Linked DNA regions of Mus musculus: region 1 is linked to region 2. Evidence: chromatin contacts called from public promoter capture Hi-C data. All regions are on one chromosome and are shown on one strand. Each heading gives the region's core, a stretch centred on a gene start, on an enhancer-like site or on the middle of the called end of the contact. The rest is flanking DNA. Distances are from core to core; before and after follow the strand shown. Region 1 holds the start of Treml1 (triggering receptor expressed on myeloid cells-like 1). Region 2 holds the start of Mdfi (MyoD family inhibitor).

Region 1 (6,347 bases), core at 2,215-4,714, 530 kb before region 2:
GAGACCCTGTCTCCAAAAATAAAGTGGAGAGCAAAAAGTCCAGCACCGACCTTTTCCTCCACATCCACACGTGCATACATGCACGCACGCATCTAAGAGCATGTATGTAGACCATGCATGCACAAGAAAGAGGAAAAAGTAAAACAAGGCAAACCCTCAGCATGTCAAGGATGCGGGATCCTGAGAAGGATTCATGTTAGCCAGCATCCGCTTACTGTGTGAAAGGATGGCCATGGGCCAGCAAGTACAGGGGCTCCCTGCCAAGCCTGACAGCCTCAGTTTAAACTCCAGAGCCCAGAAGGTGAAGGAGAGAATCAGCTCTCACCAATGTCTTCTTACCTCTACATATGCACTGTGGCACATGCGTGTGCTCGAGAGCCACCCCCCCACACACACATAGACAGACAGACAGACAGACAGACAGACACAGGTGAAGTTCTAAATAATCACTGTGGAGTAAATGTAAACGTGAACCAACAGCATTCTGACCCACCCCTCTTACTCATCCAGGAAAAACAAAAAATAAAATAAAATAACGAGAATGACTTTACAGTAAGGGATTAGACCTAAGTTACAGCTCACAAAAGATGAAAGGTGCCGTTATCTAAAAGGCATCCATCACCTCCAGCCTTCTCCCTCCAGAGCAGTTTTTTTTAGTTCATTTTTCATTATTTTATGTTATGTGTCTGCATGTTTTGCCTGCATGTGTGTGTACATAACGTGTGTGCCTGGTGCCCAAGGGGGCCAGAAGAGGATATTGAGTCCCCTGAAACTGGAGTTTCAGAAGACTCTGAGCTGCTAGGTGGATTCTGAGAATCAAATCTAGGTCCTCTGGAAAACAGCCAGCTCCGTTAGCCACTGCACCATCTCTCCAGACCCCTAAAAATAGACATCTATTTTTAAATTGCATTTTTATTTTAATAAACACCTAAAAAGACGTGAGCTGTGAGGATATTGCAAAAGCAATATGCTTTCTATATTAAGGTTGCCTAATGAGTTTACACATTAATGTATTTAATATTAATGTATAAATATATTAGATTTAAATAGTCTTAGTTTTTTTATTTAAAAAAAATTTTTAAAACCTCCAATTTTAAAAACTGAATGGAATCAGGCACAGGATTGCACACCTATAATTCTTACATTCAGGAAGACGACGAGTTCATGGGATCAGGATGGTCATGAGTTCAAGGCCAGCCTGGACTATATAAATGGGTTCTAGACCAGTCTGGGCTACAAAGTGAAACTTCTAAAAGAGAAAAACGAATCCTGCATGAGTTGAAGGCCAAAGCAGGAACTAGCGGATCCCATCTGTAGGTCAGATGTAGGACCATGAAAGGTAGCCTGGTACCCGGTTGAGCTAAGGTTGGAAACCCCGTGACCCTGAGGAACAGCAGGCATTTTTCCTGGTTCCCAGACACTAGGCTCCTGACGCGAGGCTGCAGCCCTCCATAGATTTGTCCATTACTCACATAAGGGCAATGTCCCAAGCCCCCTCCACAGGTACAGGACGTGACCTGTGGTCATGTAGCCTCAAGACACATCTCCATTTTAATGAGGTACCTAAAGGCCTGGAGGCTTAGCCAATAAACCCTCCTTCCCAGACACTCCTCCCTGTAAAAGGTATTTAACTTCATGCCCACCCCTGAGAAAGCGGGGTACGGTTTTATTCATCCACTTTCCGCCATGACAATAAATGTCTTAAAACCATGGACTGCCTCTTTTCATAGGGATCCACAGTGGGGAGCAATGGAACAGGCCGTCTAATCTCCCGCAGAAGGCCTCTCAGCGTTCCCAGCCACAGCTTCCACCAAGCCAAGCTAGGTGCCTACAAACCAAGGACTCTATCCCTGTGGGATCCAGCAGGAGGACTCTCTTTCCCCTTGGGCCCTGGGCTAGATCCAGCCTGTGGGTCCCATTCTGTTCTCAACTCTTCTGTGGCTCCCAGCAGCACCTGAGTGCCCAAGAGCCTGAGCACCAGACAGCCCTGGCCTCCTTGCAGGTTCAGGGACCCCAGAGCCAGTTTTGGCTGTTCCCAGAACCTCAGGCTGCGCTCCCCTACCCCCGGAGCAGTGTCCCACAGCTTCTCCATAGCCTGACACTCACCGGGCGCCTGTGTGGGATAAGGGCAGTCAAAACTCCCGTATCCCACCTCCCCAAGTGCCCGAGCCCTGTGGTGGAGTGGCCTCGGGACCCCTTAACCCTACAGTCAGGCCCTTACTAAACTATGTTAAGATAACTTTAAATCATGAAAGGAAGGCAGGGCTGGAGAAATGGCTCAGTGGGCAAGGGTAAGGTCGTGAGTTCAGATCCCTCATACCCACATAAAAGTGCTGCATCTGGAACCCCAGTGCTGGAAGCTAGAGATAGGCAAACCCCTATATGGCCAGCCAGTCTACCCAAAGTGGGGAGCTTCAGGTTTAGTGAGAGACACTCTCTCAAGGTGATTAGGTAGACCATGATAGAACAGGACATCCTCTGTGGCTGTATGGGTGTTAACATGGGCACACACACACACACACACACACACACACACAGGGGAAGGCACAAAAATTCATTTCTGTTAATATGCTTGAAGTTCCTGTAAAGTAAAACAAAGATAGTATAGGAGAGTTGGAGGAAGACACGGGGCCTTGGATATGCTGTGACAGAAAGCTACTGTCAAGGAGAGAGAGAGAGAGAGAGAGAGAGAGAGAGAGAGAGAGAGAGAGAGAGAGAGAGAGGAAGAGGTGGCTGCTTAGCTACTTATCTCCAGCCTCCCAAACAGTTCCGTTGCCACTCAGTCCAGGACGAGCTGTCAAAATGATATCTCACCCCCAACGCCTTCCTAGTGGGCCCCATACCCCAAAGCTCCAAAGAGCCCCCATCACAGATCATCCTGCCTACAGTGGGGGCAGCTTAGGGTAACTCACCTGGTGGAAGAACCAACAGGGAGACCCTATGCAGGGTCTGGGGTCCTGCCGCTCCCTCCACCACACAACCATACTCCCCTGTGTCCTCCTCCTGCAGGGTCACCATTTCCACCTGCAGGAGCCCCCCACCCAGGTCAGTGAGGAATATGCGCCCGTTTCCCGGAGCTCTTCGGTCCACCGCTGAGGTCACTAGTGGGTGGCAGCCTTCCTGCAAGAACTGGCACCACACCTTGAGAGCCCTCACATCCTGGAGCCGGTAGTGGCACTGCACTAGAATGGATGACCCCACCGGTGCCTGTAGCACCTCGGGATGACTGTCAGCTGAGCCTTGGCCTGCAGAAGGAAAAGATGTGGGAGTGAGGGTTGGATAGAAGCAGGCATGGTTCCTAGCCCACTCCCCAACATAGGGACTTGGGGATCCAGAGGGGGGTAGCTATGGCATCTGTGATACTGGTGAAGGAGGCGTGGCTACATCTGCACCTTACCTGCTAGTCCCAGGAGCAGCAGCAGCAGCAGCAGGTAGCAGTCCATGGCTGGGCAGTAGTAGGTTCTGAGGATGGCCTCCTCTCTAAAACTGCAGGCCCCTGGGGGCAGGAAACATCTGTCTCATACAGTCACGTGGGCGCTCCAGCTATCCATCGAGGCTGACAGTTACACTGGGGCAGGGAACTTTTCCATAGATTTCTTGGCTCAAGGTTCAGAAGGCCCCGAGAGACCGGTAGGCAAGTGAGGGAGAGGTTGGAAGAAGAGGGTCTGATACCCCACCAAAGGGAATGGAGAGGGGACCCAGCAACCAGAGGGCAGGAGAATAAGGAGAGATAATCTTCAGTCTCCTACACAGATCCGAAGAAAGAGCCATGAGGGAGAAAATTTAAGAGCTGTCCATGTGGCCCAGGGCCATCTGATTCTCAAGTCTTTATGGGTAATTCTCCTGTCCTGACTCTACTTATACACATACCACCCCAGCTCCCAGGGGACCCCCACTCCCTCACCACAACCTCTTCCCTAGAAACCCCTGGACCTGTCTTTGCCTGTGTCTTTCAAACCCACCCCCTCAGATCCAGGAAGGATGATTTTTCTTCAGAGGCTACAGACCATACTCTTTCCTCTTGCTGTTCTGCACCCACCCATCACCTGGCAGCAGGGATCTTCCCTTTCTTACGTGTTCTTCCTGTGTTCATAACTTTTCTTTCACATTGTTCATCTCTTAGTCCATCAAGCTTCTAGTATCTGCATACTCTTCTTCCTCCCCTTCTAGGATCTTCATTTTCCTTTTGGAGATAGGGTCTCATGTAGCCCAGGCTAGCCTCAAAGTTGTTAGGTAGCCAAGGGTGACCTTGAACTTCTGGTCCGCTGACTCTACCTCCCGAGTGTGGGAGTTTCAGACTTACATCTCCACCTGGGGTTCTGTGCTGCTGGAGATGGAACCCTGGGCTGTGTGCACGTGAGCAAGCCCTGTACCAATGTGGGTTTAGCTCCAGCCCCCTTTTCCACTCTCTCGTTTTTAAAAAGAGATTTATTTACTTTTATTTCACATGTGTAATTGTTTTGCCTTTATGAGATCAGGAGAAGGTGCCTTATTCCCTGGAACTGGGGTTGCAGATAGTTGTAAACTGCCACGTGGGACCTGAGCCTGCGTCCTCTGTGAGGGCAGCAAATGCTATTAACTATTGTGCCGTCTCTCTTACCCAATTTTCCTTGACAATTTTAATTTAGAAGTTCTCTTTCTTATTTTTCAAGTGTCATTATTTTTCTGCAAGCAGACTACTTTGGTGCCACAGATACTGTGTTGTCCATGAATATTTCCACCTTCCTACATGGTCCTGACAGTGCGCGCAAAGCCCTTGTGCTTTGATATGGGCGAGCGTTGGACGTCCCGCAGGAGCTAGAGACTGAGAAACACCCAGAGAAACTTGTATCCTTCACTTTCCTCCTAAGAACATTTGTACTGCACAATAAGGGTGTCTGTCTGGTTCTTTCTCTGTCCCTGCCGCTTTCTAAAGAGGAAGAAGTGTCAAGGAGCCAGTGTATTACTGACAAAATAATTCTGAGTTTATTGGGGTTCACCATCTTAGGGGATGCTGGCCTGTTATGACAGGCATGGCAACAAAAGCATGGGGTATCTGGCCACAGCATGGAGGCAGTCCGGAAGCAAGGGGTGAGTAGAAGCAGGGCCTGTCTGCTGTGACTCCTTCAGATTCCATATCCCATTGCCACCAGCACCACCTATGTGTTTAAGCAGAGGAGCCTGTGGGGGCCATTTCAAAACCCTAGAGCTCACTTGTTTCTTGAACTGCAAGTCTATTTGGGTTTCTTAAGATCCAGATTCACTGCCTACGGAGGGAGCATCTGGCTTCCAAATTGTCCTGGGGGTGGGGTGGGGGTTGGGCACTGGGGAACCAGACAGAATGCATGATAAAACAGTCTGTCAGAAGGAGAGCTATGTGCAGGGAAGTACACGTTGCCTTGGTGTAGAAGATGAGCTCCAGAAAACAATGGCAAAGACCTTTCCTCCCTCCATGACTCTCTACCCCTCCCTCCCTCATTCCCTCCTGCCCTCCCTCCTCTTCCCTGCCTATAACTGTTCTGAAAAGAATGAAGATATTCTAAAGAGACCCTCATGCCCCTTCTTTCAACTATCAGGCAATTGAAGCAATAACGGAAGCCCTGGTGCCATCTTTCAGAGGGAAAAACTGTTTCCCAGGGAAAGACCTCACACAGGTATAAGGACTGTCACATTACCAAGCAAGAGCCAGAAGCCTGGACAATGGTGGTGAGCAGGACCTTGGCAGAGACTCCCTCCTTCATACCTCTTGGACTCTATTCAAACCCAAACCTCATGCTAAGAATGCTAAGACCCCAAAGGTGGGTGCTGGGGTGATGGCTCAGTGGATAAAGAACTTGCTGCATAGCCGGGCTGTGGTGGCATACTCCTTTAATCCCAGCACTCAGGAGGCAGAGGCAGGCGGATTTCTGAGTTCGAGGCCAACCTGGTCTACAGAGTGAGTTCCAGGGCAGCCAGGTCTACACAGAGAAACCCTGTCTCAAAAAAACCAAAAAAACAAACAAACAAACAAACAAACAAACAAAAAAGATACTAGTCAGCCGGGCGTGGTGGCACACGCCTTTAATTCCAGCACTCAGGAGGCAGAGACAGGCGGATTTCTGAGTTCGAGGCTAGCCTGGTCTACAAAGTGAGTTCCAGGAAGAACTTGCTGCATAAGCATGAACTTTGCAGTTTGGATCCTCAAGAACCCATAGGTTCAACACTGTCATATGCACAATAGTGTGTGTGTATGTGTGTGTGTTTGTGAATGTGTGTGTTTGTTTGTGAATGTGTGTGTGTGTGTGTGTGTGTGTGTGTGTGTGTGTGTGTGTGTGGTATGCATTGGGGAGGTGGAGGTGTGCCTGAGGTCAGAAGAGGATGCCAGCTTC
Region 2 (6,087 bases), core at 2,311-4,810:
CACACATATGTATGCATACCATGTACAAGCATGAATAAAATAAGAGAAACCAGGCAGGTGCCAAAAGTCCTTAATCCCAGCACTTGGGAGGCAGAGGCAGATGGATTTCTGTGAGTTGAAGGCCAGCCTGGTCTACATAGGAAAAAGGAGTTGCCCAGATGTTGGGGAACATGGTCCAGGCAGATGGGGGTGCCAGGTCCTAGGCTGAATTTTCCTCTGTACTTAACAGTTGGTTTCAAGAAAGCTGGGTGGTGAAGACACACACCTTTAATCCTAGCACTGGGATGGCAGAGGCAGGAGGATGGCAGTGAGTTCTAAGCTAGCCTGGTCTACAGAGTGAGTTCCAGGTTAGAGAAGCTCTGTCTTGGAAAATAAAAGGTGGGAGGGGGGGGAAGGAGGGAGGGAGGGAGGAAGGGAGGGAGGAAGGAAGGAAGGAAGGAAGGAAGGAAGGAAGGAAGGAAGGAAGGAAGGAAGGAAGGAAGGAAGGAGCTATGCCTGGGTAGCAACGCCACATGAAATGTGTCTTAGGTAGCCTGGCCAAGTCCCTTAGGAGGAGACAGTACCAGGGCAAGACTAGGTGGACCATTTGGCTCAGGTGCAGATGTCAAAAGGGCATCCAACCCTGTTTATCTCACTTCAGTCAGAATGGCTGTCATCAAGGGGCACGGGAGAAGCCACTAATGCAGGCTAGGTGCCCTTATTCACTGCCAGTGGGAATGTGGTCCTGCACCAGATGGAAAACCATGTAGAGGCTCCTCAACACACTGAACGCAAGCTTCTGCTGGTGTCTAACCCCAGCTATACCCTTCCTGGAATGCACCTGAAGGACCGCAGAGACACTCGCTCACCGCTCACCGTGTTTACTGCTGTGCTGTTCATAGAGGAAGCAACCACCCTTGATGCTCGTTGACGGATAAATGGATTTCGAAAATCTGGCTCACACATACAATAGGATTCTATGCAGCCCTGGAGGAACGTGGAACCGTGATGTTTGCGGGGGAAATGGCTAAAACTGGAAACTATGTTAAGCAGAACAAGGCAGGCTCAGAAAGACAAACACTGCACATCTTCTCTCAGAGGTGGAGCCTTGGTTTAAGATGACACATATGGGTACAGCCGTGTATGTGTATGTATCTACAGATATGCATATGCATGTGATGAAACTCCAGGAAAGGGGATAGAAAAAGATGTGAAGGGAGCTAGAGAGGAGCAAGGGTCTGGGAATAAATATAAGAAAGAGGCAACCAGCTAAAGGGGGCAAAGGAGATGGCAGTGGGGGAGGGGAACGAGTCGGAAGAATGACACATGATGAAACTCATTATTTTATATAATACTCTAAGAATTAAAAGTACTAGCAATAGTGGGGCTTAGGGATATACACCTCCCAGCCCTTGGGAGGCAAAGCAAGTGTTTGAGGCTAGCCTGATCTACATAGTGTGTTCCAGGCCAGCCATGGCAACATTGTGAGACCCTGTCTCAAAAATAATATAATGATAAGAAACAACTCGATGAAGCAAGGCATAGTGGTGCTCACCTGTAATCCCAGCATCTAGGGTGCTGTGGCCAGAGGGTCAGGAGGCTCAAGCCAGCTTGTTGACACAACGAGATTCTGTGTCACCTTGATCCCTCCTTACCAAAATGCTGCTTTTTTTTTCTTTTTCAAATACTAGGTACCATACCAAAAGGCTCATGGTGGGAAGATAGCTCAGTGGGAAGAGTGCTGGCCCAGCATACAGGAAACCTCATCTCTAGAGCCCCTCAAAGCAGATGTGGGGCCCAGTAATCAGAGCGCTTGGGAAGTAGGAGCAGCAGCTCATCACAGAGGACTTTGTGGCCACACTGGACTGCATGTTGTCCCAACAACAGGAAGTTCCCGCACCACAAGTACCCTTGTGATACTTGGTACAGTATCACAAATGCTGTTGTCTAGTTCTTCTGATTGCTGTGTCCTCAAAGGGGGCACATCTGTGTGACTAGCGTGCATGAGGTGAAGGTGTTTCTGCACACAGATGTAAAGGTAGACTTCTGACGGGGTAGGGGGGGTGGGGCGCTTTGACATCCTCCTGGACGACCTAGAAACAAAGAGGCTCAAGGATTGCGTTAGTCCCAGAGGCCCTGATCTGAAACAGAAAAACTTAAAAAGGCGGGGCGCTGAAGCTAAGGAGAGACTGGGGAGCTGCTTTTGAAGGCAGGTGAGGCCCGGCCTACCGGCTCAGGTAAGCCGGGAAGAATGCAGCAGCCGCCAAACCCTCCCGCGGGCGCGTCGCAGTGACTCAGCCGCTACCAGGAAGGAGGAGTGCTCCCAAACTCTGCGACGCCCCCAGACAGCAGCCTGACCTCCGAGGCTCTAGGGCGCCAAGTCTCCCGCAGCGAGCATCTAGACGTCCAGGGCGGGACTCCCTCCCGTCCCACTTTCCCCCCAGCGCAGCCACCCCTGCCTATCCCCGGAACGTGGCCGAGGGCGGTGAGAGAGCTGCGGGCGCCGTGGGGGCCACGCGGGTCCCGGCCCCGACGGCGCCCAGAAGACCTACAAGAGCTGTAAGTAGTGACTTCGAGGACTGGGAGGCGACCGAGGGGGAGCTCCATCTTTGGCGTCCCAGCTTTCCTCTCGGTTGTAACGCAGGCTGAGAGGAGGTGTCCTGGCGCCGCCGCCTCCCTAATTAGCTCTGGTGGTGTGGACCCAGACGCCGCCGGGCTTGGAGGCAGCTCAGGTCCAGTGTGAGTCCCAGAGGGACTTCTCACCTGAGAATCACCTCCACGGACCTGCCAAGCCCCACCTGGCTGCCTACAAGCTCCTGGGGTCACTCTGAGGGTCTCCGAGCCCCCCCCCCACTTTTTGGTGACAGTTCCTCCGCACAGCCAGAGCTTACCATACCAGCCGGATCAACAGACTGGCCTCTCCTCAATTCCTTCTACACTCACCCTCGTGTGAGAAAGTTGGAGTGACAGCCTGGTGATGGGCAGTCTGTCTAAAATGAATTCCCGTGTCCAACTGGCACTGGCGGGGATGGCGGGCCTTGGGGGTGTTTTTGGCTGCTATGGGACCAGGAGGCTGATGCGACACCAGCCCAGCTTCCCGGAGAGCCAGTTTCTGACGGACTGAGCCCCTAACTCCAGGCACCCAGCTCCGAAATGGAAATCCAGGACTTGAACAAAGGGCACCAAAAGAACTAGATTGCTCTGATCTTCGGGACAACGCGATTTGAGGGCTACTACTATTCAGACCATTGTCCCAGGATGATTGTGACTTCTTTCTTTTGATATTCTGGAAACTTTTACAAAGTTTAAGACCGAAGGAAAACATGCGGCCCCTTGTGCAAGCCGCGAGGTTCTCCCGGCCCTGGGTAGGCGGAGATCTGGGGAGACTGGAGATCCTGGCTCTGAGCGAGGGGAGGAAACCAGACGAGCTGGCTTCCTGTGGGGGCTCAGGCCTCGGACGCCCCGCGGACAGACGTGTCCTGCCCTGGCAGCAGCGAGTCCCGCACGGGGGAGGGGACGCCTGAGGGGGGCTGAGACAGCGAGGAGGGGGCGGGGACGGGGTGGGCCAGGGAAGAGGGGAGGAGCGAGGGGGCTGGAACGAGAGAAGGAAGAAGGAAGGGGCGATCGGTGGGTGCGAGCTGGCGCTGGAATGGGAGCCAAGAGCGAGTGAGCGGGGAGGGGGCGCGGGCGACACCCAGGTGTCGCATGGCGGGGTCCACGAGGTGACCTGCCTAGGCCAGCAGCGCGCAGCTTGCACGAGTATGCGCTAGGGCACCCACTCCGTTTCCCCACGCACACGCGAGGGAGGCCTGCCCCGCCCGCTGAGCGCTGTTTTCTCCAGGTCCCAGGCCGATGTCCCAGGTGAGCGGTCAGTGCCCTTCTCGCTGCGACGCGCCTCATGGAGTCCCCAGCGCTGCCCTGGACCCAGGTAGGAGCGGGAATGGAGATCGAAGGTTAGACCAGAGTGGTGTGGAGGCTGAGAGAAGTTTTGGGGGTGGGGTTGTTGGTCCTCTTGGAGACGTACAGGCGGATGGCTCCCAGGAGCTTGGGTGGGGGTGGGGATGGGAAGTCTCAGTATTGGGGACCAGGTCCAAGGGGATAAGAGGGGAGTAGAGGGCTAGGGTGAGGAGGCAGGGCCCGGAGCAGGCGGCCATGGCTGTGCAGAGTTGGCTCCAACTCCCCCTAGCCCCAGCTACACACACACACACACACACACACACACACACACACACACACTCCGTGATGTCTGCGATGTCTGCCCATAATATTGGGATTTGTGGCCGAACCATTTCTGCCCAGTGTGTAAATATTTATGAGGGCCTTAGGCGGGGTGTGTGGCAGGGAGGGGGGGGCAGTGTCTGAGTCTCTCTTCTTCCCTTCCCCCAAACTAAGCAGAATGTAGCTGGAGCGCTCTTTGAAAACTTTTGTCTCAGCAACTAGTGGTTAGGAACCTGGCCCCTTCTCTCCTTCTTGCTAGCTGAAATTCCCTCCCGTCAGTCCCTACCCTACCCTATATGGGACTCACGCTGGCACACACACACACACACACACACACACACACACACACAATCTACAACGTAGTAAAATGTCCCTTCCCCCACCTCAGAGGCTAAACTACCCTGATTGCCCCAGGAGCCTACAGACTAAGGAAGAGAGTGTGGTTCCCTGGGGGCACCTCTGCCAATTTAGCCTTCCAACCCCCGGCCCTCACAGTCTAGAGTTTCCTAGAGGCTCATATGGACATCCAGATTCGTTCAGAGTCAGAGTGGCCAGGGTGCAGAGGTGTAGGCCCAGGTTTCCTGACTTAAGCCCCTATTTGGGCTCAGTCAGAGGCCCTGCCTTCCTCCCACCAAAACCAACCTCTCCTTTCCCCAACACTGTCAGTAATGAAAACCCAAGGTCATCCTGGACCTCAAACTCCCATCATGGCCTTGGACACGTTCTTTCTCCTGCTCTAGGCCTGGGTCTCCACCCCCACCTCTCGCCCCTACCCTGAGCCTCCGCCACCCAAGTTTGTCTCTCTGTTTGGGGGATGGTCTTGGCTGCTTGTCTACCTGGCCTGGCCTCTCCCAACTGTAGAGGTGGAAAGTCTCCCAAAACTGAGTGATGCCTGGCCAGTGGAGTCTAATGTGTCTGTGTTCTGACTTCACCAGCCCTAAGACCCTGTTCTGGTAGAGCCTGTAGAGTCTTGATTCAAAACTTAGAATTCTAGGGATACCCTCCTCCAAGGGCCAGGCCCCTTTAGCTTGGAAGGACAGTGGGGAGCAGGGGGTTGGGAGGCCTTTGTGTCCTCTCTCTCTCTCTCTCTCTCTCTCTCTCTCTCTCTCTCTCTGCCTCCCTCTCCCCCACCCCCACGTTTCCATGCTTGTTTGCTTCCCTTATTCGTTTGTCTCTGCGCTCTCCCGTAATGTCTCCTTCCAAGATCCCCTCCCTCGTCTGACCTGCTCTCCACCCAGTGGCAAGGGAGGGGAGCGGAGTGTGCCCAGGACAGGCTGCCGAGTCCAGGGGGAGCTGCTGGGAAGGCTTAGTCCTGGGCTGTAATTTGAGGCCCCCAGAGTTCCAGCAAGCCCCCTCCCCAGCCTGAACTGGGCCAGACAATGCAGCTTTTATAACACTTGTCCTGTTCTGTTCTGCCTGCTACCCAGGAAGCCCAAACCGCAGGAGACTCAGCCAAAACCCCACAGACGCCTGCCTGACTTTGGAGACCAGAATCCCCCTTGCTCCCTGTGTGCCCACAGAACAGTTGGCCATGACACTGTCCCCTAGAGCAAAAGCTGCTGGCTCAATAGCCAGAGAGTGACATGGCCTCCTCTCTCAGGCATCCAAGTTACAGACAGGGCACAAGAGGACTCGGGGCAGCTCTGGTTAGGACAGGTGGCCAAGCACTGAGACTCTGACTCCCGCACTGGCCTCTACCTCACCCATTCCTGACACCCCAAGAGCCTGGCTCCCTAACCCGCAAGATTTCTGCCCAGCACTGGAAAGTTACATTTCTACCTATGGGTCTAAACTTAATTTCCTGGAAATTGAAGCCTTTGGACCTAAAACAACTGGATTGAGCCCAAGTGGCAGCTCAGACCCTCTCTAGTCCTCCACTCAGTGGCCTGG

The links. Promoter capture Hi-C pulls out the DNA fragments that hold promoters and counts their contacts.
Region 1: a promoter capture Hi-C map of the HPC-7 cell line shows a contact between it and region 2. The contact joins the promoter of Treml1 here to the promoter of Mdfi in region 2. A contact is called at or near these places in 2 of 39 promoter capture datasets (the HPC-7 cell line and hippocampal neurons), 2 of 115 datasets of contacts at active chromatin or transcription factors (bone marrow-derived macrophages and stem cell-derived neural progenitor cells) and 1 of 9 other capture datasets (embryonic stem cells).

What each region holds. Positions count from the first base shown.
Region 1 is chr17:48,357,033-48,363,379 of GRCm38.p6, reverse strand. It overlaps Treml1 (triggering receptor expressed on myeloid cells-like 1), which reads right to left and starts at 3,464. Exons shown (of 6, transcript NM_001289457.1): 1 at 3,398-3,464; 2 at 2,913-3,245. The coding sequence starts at 3,443.
Region 2 is chr17:47,830,764-47,836,850 of GRCm38.p6, reverse strand. It overlaps Mdfi (MyoD family inhibitor), which reads left to right and starts at 3,560. Exons shown (of 4, transcript NM_001276390.1): 1 at 3,560-3,907. The coding sequence starts at 3,832.